Regions from separate parts of the Sus scrofa genome. Here region 2 is linked to region 1. The links are chromatin contacts, called in public Hi-C maps. All regions are on one chromosome and are shown on one strand. Each heading gives the region's core, a stretch centred on a gene start, on an enhancer-like site or on the middle of the called end of the contact. The rest is flanking DNA. Distances are from core to core; before and after follow the strand shown.

Region 1 (3,723 bases), core at 520-3,019:
CCTGCCCTCATTAAATTATTCTGCTGGCTGTGTGTTCTCATTAAAAATGCATAAAGATCAGATAATTGCAGTAAGCATTATTAACCCAGCTTTACTTTTGAATATAATGGTTCCACTTTTAAGCTGGAAACAAAGGCTCAGACGTGCGAGAAAAAGAAATGTAAACATTGAACTACAGTATCGAAAACTTGTCAGCAAGCTACCTCTTGCTGGCTTGTTAATAAAAATGTGCTTTTGAAACTCAATTAAAGCCTTGACATTATAAGACCTAGGTAGGTCCCTAATTCCCAATAAGTAGACATATATATATTTTTTTCCTTTGGCTAACACTCAATCGATGATTATTTACCATGAGTTTTTTTTTTTTTCATTTTCTTAATTACAAGTCTGTTTTCAAATAATGGGATCAACGTTAAACTTTATGCCCGAGCTAACTATGGCAGTCAGAAAATTTTCTAGAACCAGAAAATAAGAACGCTCGCCAGAATTCAAATGCTTTTTGTTGAATAATCAATGGATCTATTCTTTGAAGAAAAAACTCGTTTTCTGCCTCACCCCAAACAGGCGGCACAGATTCACGCTTTGCCATTCCTTTTTCTCAAATCAAAATGTTACGTAAAACTCCAGGGTCCCCCCGCAAGTATTACATTTGAATTAGTGGAATCCGGTTTCCCCGGCTTCCCTAAGCAACACACACGGAATGCAGCATACTGCAGCAAACTCTTTAAACATTCAGGGGGAAAAAAAAAAAAAAAAAAAAACAGAAGAAGAAGAAGGGGGTGGGGGGGTGATTCCCTTACCTTGTTTAGCTCTGCCTCTCCTTTCCCTTTACAGTGACCCCAGGAACATCTGGCAGAATCAGTCGGCCGAGGCTTCTCCGCTGCATCATGAGGAAGAAATTTCCATGTAAATAGTTCTCATTCCCTGTGTATTGTACTCTGAGACCCGTCTGCCGTATCTGGAAAATTTTGCCTTCAGATGATGAAGCAAAGACAGTCTAAACTCTGTTGCTGTAAGCTGCAGCCCTTCCTTCCGACAAACCCCGCCCCGCCGTGGGCAGCCAATCCCCAGCCAGCTCGTCAGCCCTACTCGTCTGAAACTGGCCCTCATAGGATGACTGACACAGCAACACAGCACTTGCAGTGTGTGAAAACAGTGCATCCATACTGATGAAAGAGGAATTTCCCTCTCAGAAGAAAGCAGTCAGGGCACCAAGACAAAGTGGCACATAATTGGCAGAGCAGAGAGAGGGGCAGCTCCAGAGAACAGCCTTGAAGACAGCCAGGGCTTGCGGCTGCCCTGGAAATACTTTGGGAAAGGCAGAACTCCGCAGGATCCAAAGAAATCCGGGTTGTGCTGGAAACTGAAGTCATTATCCCATTGGACAAAGCATATATTTTTTTCCGAAAGGAGAAACAATTCGGTGCCTGCCGTGGAAATCCATACACCTTCCGTTAGTGAGGAAGAACGCGTTGGCCCAAGTGCCTATTCGAAGTCAAAACATGCCCTTATCCGTTGCACAGTTTTCCTCTAGGACATCTGTTACTGCAGCCCGTATATCTTTCGTCCAAGTTTTCAGACTCCCGGGGCCTTCAATTAGGGAATTCTGAACAATAAAATGGATATCGATACTTGAGCCTTTTGTGCTCTTGGCAGGCTTCTCTGAGAGGATAAGGTGTGCCTTAACCTGACCCTAAGATTCTTAGGTACCACTTGAGAAATACTGTGCACTGGTCCACATTGTCCTTAAGGAAGCGACGATTACGGCAAGATGTTTACTGCTGAGCACGCATGACACGTGATCCAAGGGGCGCCATCAGGTGTGGCTCCACAAAGGATGCTTTGAAGGTGCTGAAGTTCCCTGAGATACAGCAGGAGCACAGAAATGCAAAGGTTACTAAGGGTTATTTATTTTTTCCCAGTCAACTGTACTCTATTTTGAAAAAAAAAAATGGCATTTAGAAAACACAAAACACATATGCTTTCCTTCCACTAAACACAACATTTTGAATTTAAAAAATTATCTCATGGTACCTGGCTAGACCAAGGCACGAACAAAGCCCTGAAAGGTTGAACCCACACCCTATTGTTTATAAGCAACTGTCCAGTGCACCTGTAATGAAGTAACCGTTGGTGTGGGATTCATGATTTCCTTTGATTTTGCCAATTGCTATTTATTTATATTATAGTTGATTTACAGTGTTGTGTTAGTTTCAGTGAAAGCAAAAGGATTCAGTTATACATATATATATCCATCTATACTTTTTCAGATTTTTTGCCTTATAGGTTATTATGTAACATTGAGTATAGTTCCCTGCCAAATTGCATTTTTTTTTCTTCTTCTTCTTCTTTTTTTTTTTTTTTTTTGGCTTCTTAGGGCCACACCTGCAGCATATGCAGGTTCCCAGGCTAGGGTCGAATAGGAGCTACAGCTGCTGGCCTGCACCATAGCCACAGCAACACAGGATCTGAGCTGCGTCTGCGACCTACACCACAGCTCACGACAACGCCAGATCCTCAACCCACTGAGCAAGGCCAGGGATCGAACCCGCAACCTCATGGTTCCTAGTCGGATTCGTTAACCACTGCACCACGACAGGAACTCCACAAATGCATTTTAAAATCACAATGTTTCATATGATTTGGAGGGTATTTCTCCAATAGAATACCATACTTCATTCCTCCCAAATCTTATAATGCTCTTTTCATCCCAATGTAAATCCATCACATGTATAACTGGCAGGCTTTCATCTACCATAATTTTTCTGGAAATTTAAACGATCTCCATGCTGGAACTGGTAAAAATTATTTTTAAATATTCTTTCTATTACCCTGCATGTAAGTAGGATATCACAGGTTTATGAATATCCTCTTCCTGATCCCCCCTCTGATGCTGACTTTGAAACTACCTTTCCCTTAAATTTCAGTCCTGAAATTTTAGTCTTCTTTGACTCATTTTTCTATTTTCATTCAGTGAAACTAGATCTGGTTGAATATTTTTTCCTTCTAGCTAGTTACAACTCTGACCTATTGCCCAGCTAATACAAATGCTAATAAGCTACCTTCTGGGACTCAAGCCTCCCCACGCTCAAGCTCCCCTGTTGCTAGACAGGTTTTCCAAAATCAGGTAGTATCACGTTCCTTCCATATTCAGTTCTTCTCTCCATAAATCCCAAAGTACTGGTGTTCAAGGTTCTTCATAATCTGGGCCCTCCTTTGCTCCTCAACTTTTTCTATAATGTTTTTCTAAGTGAACTTTTTGATGGAGTCACACCTGATTCGCCAGGACCTGGCTCTTAGAGCCCATCTTTACAACCTGCCTCCCAAGCGCTTCATTGGAAATTTTACCCAACCTTGAGACCTCAGCTTCTGTGATGGCCACTTTCCTGTTCACAATGTCTTACACTCTTCCCTGTAAAGGCATTCTGCACAGACCATTAAACCCTCAGCACTGAGCTGATCTCCCCATCGCAGAGAGCTAGGCTTATGTAGTATGTTCATTGAGATAATACATGTGAAATGTCTATACAGTGGCTGGCACGTGGTAAATGCTCACTAAAAGATGGCTCTTCTTGTTTTAATCTCTACATCATTTAGCAAGATGCCATGAACAGACTTGCTCATCTCATGACTCCCATCTCGAGAACTGATATCATATCCATCCAGTTATACCAGTCAAGAATATGACGATCATCTGACCCTTCTCTCTCCAACCACCATTGG
Region 2 (3,723 bases), core at 596-3,095, 200 kb before region 1:
ACTTTAAGAAATGAGACTGAAAAAGTAAAAAGCTGTCAGATTCACAGATCTTAGGACATTGTCAGAGGCCATGAAAACATTCACTGTATTCCAGCTTGAAATCTAACATATAAAATAACACACGAAATTTTAGTTTAGCTATTAAAGGGCATATTCAATGAGTTAAAGGAGGAGGGGAGAGGACCTCCCCTTTGATCTCCTATGTGGCATTAAAAATCCGCCTCTTGTAATGAATTTTTGAGCAAAGCTTGCGTGCACCTGACTTGGTATTTGCTCTTTCAAAATGAGTAGACTCAAACTGACTAAAAATGAGATTATGTCTATGATAACACTTATAACTAGCTTTTGCAACTGTCTACAAATTTAGGGTTACTGGTACAACTGGGAAAGAAAAGCAAAATTATGCTGAATCAAAATTATTGGCAATTATTAACTAATAGTAAGAATCAGACAAAACAGTAATGTGTAATTAAATGGTAATTAGAAAAATTTGCTAAAACTCTGAACTGAGATACTATTGCATTTTTTGATGCTAGAAATTATAGGAAAAAATATAAAACAAATAGCAGAAGCCATTAGGCTGTTATATTTCCAAAATGCACACTTGCGAAAAGAGTTTGTAACAGGAAAGAGCTTATCTGCTTTAACTTTAAATTAGCTAATATTTGAGTCACACCTTTGAAGAAACTCATTCTATTTTTAAGAATGCCTCTTTTTTTCCCTTTCTTTTTGTTTCTGAGGGGTAAAGTGGCTAGATTAAAAAAAAAAAGTTAAGCCACATTCTTTAATGTGATAGTACATTCGCGCTCCTACATACTAATACTCTCTCAATCCCACAGAGCCAGGTCTGCAAATAATTTGATAACCTGTCTCTAAAGTTTCATCTTAAGTGAAGAGTTCATTTTTGTAAAACGCCTTGCCACCATTCAATCTTCTATGAAATGAGAAAGATCTCTTTCCATTGGACTTGACATTTTTACCACATTTGTGTAAGCAATTTTTGCTGTCAAATGCTGCAAAGGGAGGTTTTTTGTTGTTCCGTCTGAAAATGTCTCCGCTATACTTGCACAGCTGCCTCCTCCCAGCAGAAACCTACCCGCCCCTCTCCCCCCACTGCAAGTTTTAAACTTTGTTTCCTTTGGGGTTCTGCACAACCGCTACTAATAATATCCAAGAGACAAAGAGCTGTGCTGTGGGTTCACCGGATGCCAAATTTGAGTTGTGAAACAAAGCACTCAAATTTGAGATTCAAGATGACGAGGAGGATGCTACCAGCTAAAAATTTAGGATAAAGCCTAAGACCCCAGAGCCACCTGCCTAGACAGCTCCTCCTGCCCACAGCCACCCCAGAGCACGCGGGAGGGAGTTCTGGCCCCGGGACAGGGGCTGCCGGCCGCACCGCGAAGCCCCTTGCCCGCGCCCCCGGCCCTCTCACCGCTTCACTCGGATGATCTGGTCCCGCATGGGCTTGATGTCCTGGAAGCTCTGCTGGTTGACGAGGCTATAGACGAGGATGAAGCCCTGGCCGTTCTTGATGTACAGGTCCCGCATGGACGCGAACTGCTCGGTGCCCGCCGTGTCCAGGATCTCCAGCACCGACGGCGACGAGTCCACCTCGATCTCCTTGCGGTAGAAGTCCTCGATGGTGGGGTCGTATTTCTCGATGAAGGTGCCGGTCACGAACTGCACGGTCAGGGCGGATTTGCCGACCCCGCCCGAGCCCAGCACCACCACTTTGTACTCGCGCATCGTCCCTCCGCGGCCGCCGCCGCCGCCGCTGCCCGCGACATAGACCTACGCCCGCCGCGCTGCGCCCCCCAACCCTGCGCCGGCGGCCGGCCCCGCCGCGTCCCGCGGCTGCCCCCACCTCACGGCCGCCGCGGCCCCCCGGGCGCCGGCGGAGGGAGCAGCAGCCCTGGGCATGGGCCGAGCCGGCGGCAATGCGGCCCCGCGGGCGCCGGCAGGCACTGAGGGCGAGCAGGGAGTGGGAGCCAGGGAGCCGCCGGAGCCGCCCGAAACGCGGGCCTGCAGTGCCGCCCGCCCCGCCCCTCGCGCCTCCACGCCCAGCTCCCCGCCCGCCGCCGCCGCCGCCGCCGCCGCTCCCCTCGGCGCCGGAGCGCGCGCCCGAGCCCCAGCCGCAGCGCTGCTGGGGGCGGGGCCCGGCGGCCCGGGGCGGGACCCGGTGGCGCAGCCCCGCCCTTGCTCCCCCGTCGCCTAGGCGACCGGCCTCGCGCGCTCCCGGGAGGCTCTGCGCCGTGCGGAAGCCTCGGCCCGCGCTTAGATAAACAACCACCTGGGCCACCCAACAACACCCCACCCCGCAAGCCGCGTCGAACCCTGCGGATCCTGCGTACTGAGCACGCGCGGTTCTTCTGCCCGCGACGGGAACCGCTTCGGCCTGAGCACGCCAAGTTCAGAATTTGGCAGAGACGCGATGTTGGCGGGGCCAGAGCAGTCTCTAGGTTTTAACTTGAGGCGGGGAGTGACAAGAAGACACCGGCAAGGTCCAAAAGGAGGCCTTGGCAGGAGGGCCTTGCTAGACACCACCCAGCCTGTGAGCTTTGGTTTTGTCCTGTATAAACATAACGAAAAAAGGCTTTGTTTAAAGGACGAGCATAAAACCGAAGTGAAGCTTTGTTTTAAGCGTCAAGACACAGAGGGAAAAGTGACAGGCCCTCATCCTGCCCACTGCCAGAGGCGGCAAAGGCCAGCGACCATGCGGAAGCCGGGCCCACGCCCGGTGACGTCGCCGGGAGTCCCGCCCACCTCCCCCCAGCCCCGCCTTTCTTCAGCGTCTGCTGGAAGTCGAGCTCTTCCCACGCCCTGTCAGCTACGGGCGCTTGGAAAACTGGGAGAGCGAAGCCCCAGGCGCAGCCAGAAGGCCTGGGGACAGCTCATAGCAACAGCCAGCCGGGGCACCTAGTAGGAAGCTGGGAGTCGTTCCAGCCAACCAGTGCACGCCTCTGGACCCATGGTACCATTCTCGGCCAATAGAGAGCCACTTCATACCACGTGATGCCCATCCATCAGCCAATGGGGGGAAAGCCTAGTTGCAGGCTCAGCCCTCCCACCTCCCACGCACGCTCTGCCAACCAACCGCAGGTGAGCTGGCGGATGGCGGAGACTTGAGCTGAGCCAACCAGAAATCGCGACTCCCTTGCCCCCAAGGGTGGGTGGAATGGAGACCCGGGGTAGGGCTGGTGGGTTTGGGAGGGGTCAGTGATTGAGGGACAGGTCGTTGCACCCTACGTTGGCAAGGGAACAAGATGTGTTGGAGGCGAGAACCATGGGTTTCGCTTTTAACGTCGTCTCGGTGGCATTCTGCCTAAATGACGGACCCGGAAATAGTGCTGAGTGATGTGGGCTGAATCGTGGGTCAATCGAGAAAACAGGGACTCTTGTCTTGAGGGTGAGAAAATTTCCGGTCATTAAAGAGACATACTGCAGCAGTTGCATGGGTCCTCCATGCGTGGCTCCTAAAACATTTTTAACAACTCCCTTTTAAAACTTACTGTTCTCTCTGTGGCATTAGATCATAATTAAACACTCTCTCCCACCTACAACGTTAAATTTAGGAGAAGTTATATTCCTAAACCTTCCTGGATTATGTTTTGTAATAATTGGTTATTGGATTTGCCTTCCTTAAACTATGTCCTTCTCGAACTAGTCTACAGCCATACATCACTCCCATTTCTTGGGAATGATAGATTTCTATAGTTCTAA

The links. A called contact is a pair of places that touch in the nucleus more often than the background predicts.
Region 2: a Hi-C map of embryonic fibroblasts shows a contact between it and region 1, with 2.3 times the contacts expected there. The contact joins the promoter of RAP2A here to the promoter of MBNL2 in region 1. A contact is called at or near these places in 1 of 5 promoter capture datasets (liver), 6 of 47 Hi-C or Micro-C datasets (brain, embryonic fibroblasts, heart right ventricle and 2 more) and 2 of 2 datasets of contacts at active chromatin or transcription factors (alveolar macrophages and skeletal muscle).

What each region holds. Positions count from the first base shown.
Region 1 is chr11:66,479,969-66,483,691 of Sscrofa11.1, reverse strand. MBNL2 (muscleblind-like protein 2) reads right to left here and starts at 1,769. Exons shown (of 10, transcript XM_021065800.1): 1 at 801-1,769.
Region 2 is chr11:66,677,284-66,681,006 of Sscrofa11.1, reverse strand. It overlaps RAP2A (ras-related protein Rap-2a), which reads right to left and starts at 1,845. Exons shown (of 2, transcript XM_021065816.1): 1 at 1,436-1,845. The coding sequence starts at 1,749. It overlaps LOC110255848 (a long non-coding RNA gene), which reads left to right and starts at 3,176. Exons shown (of 3, transcript XR_002336730.1): 1 at 3,176-3,409.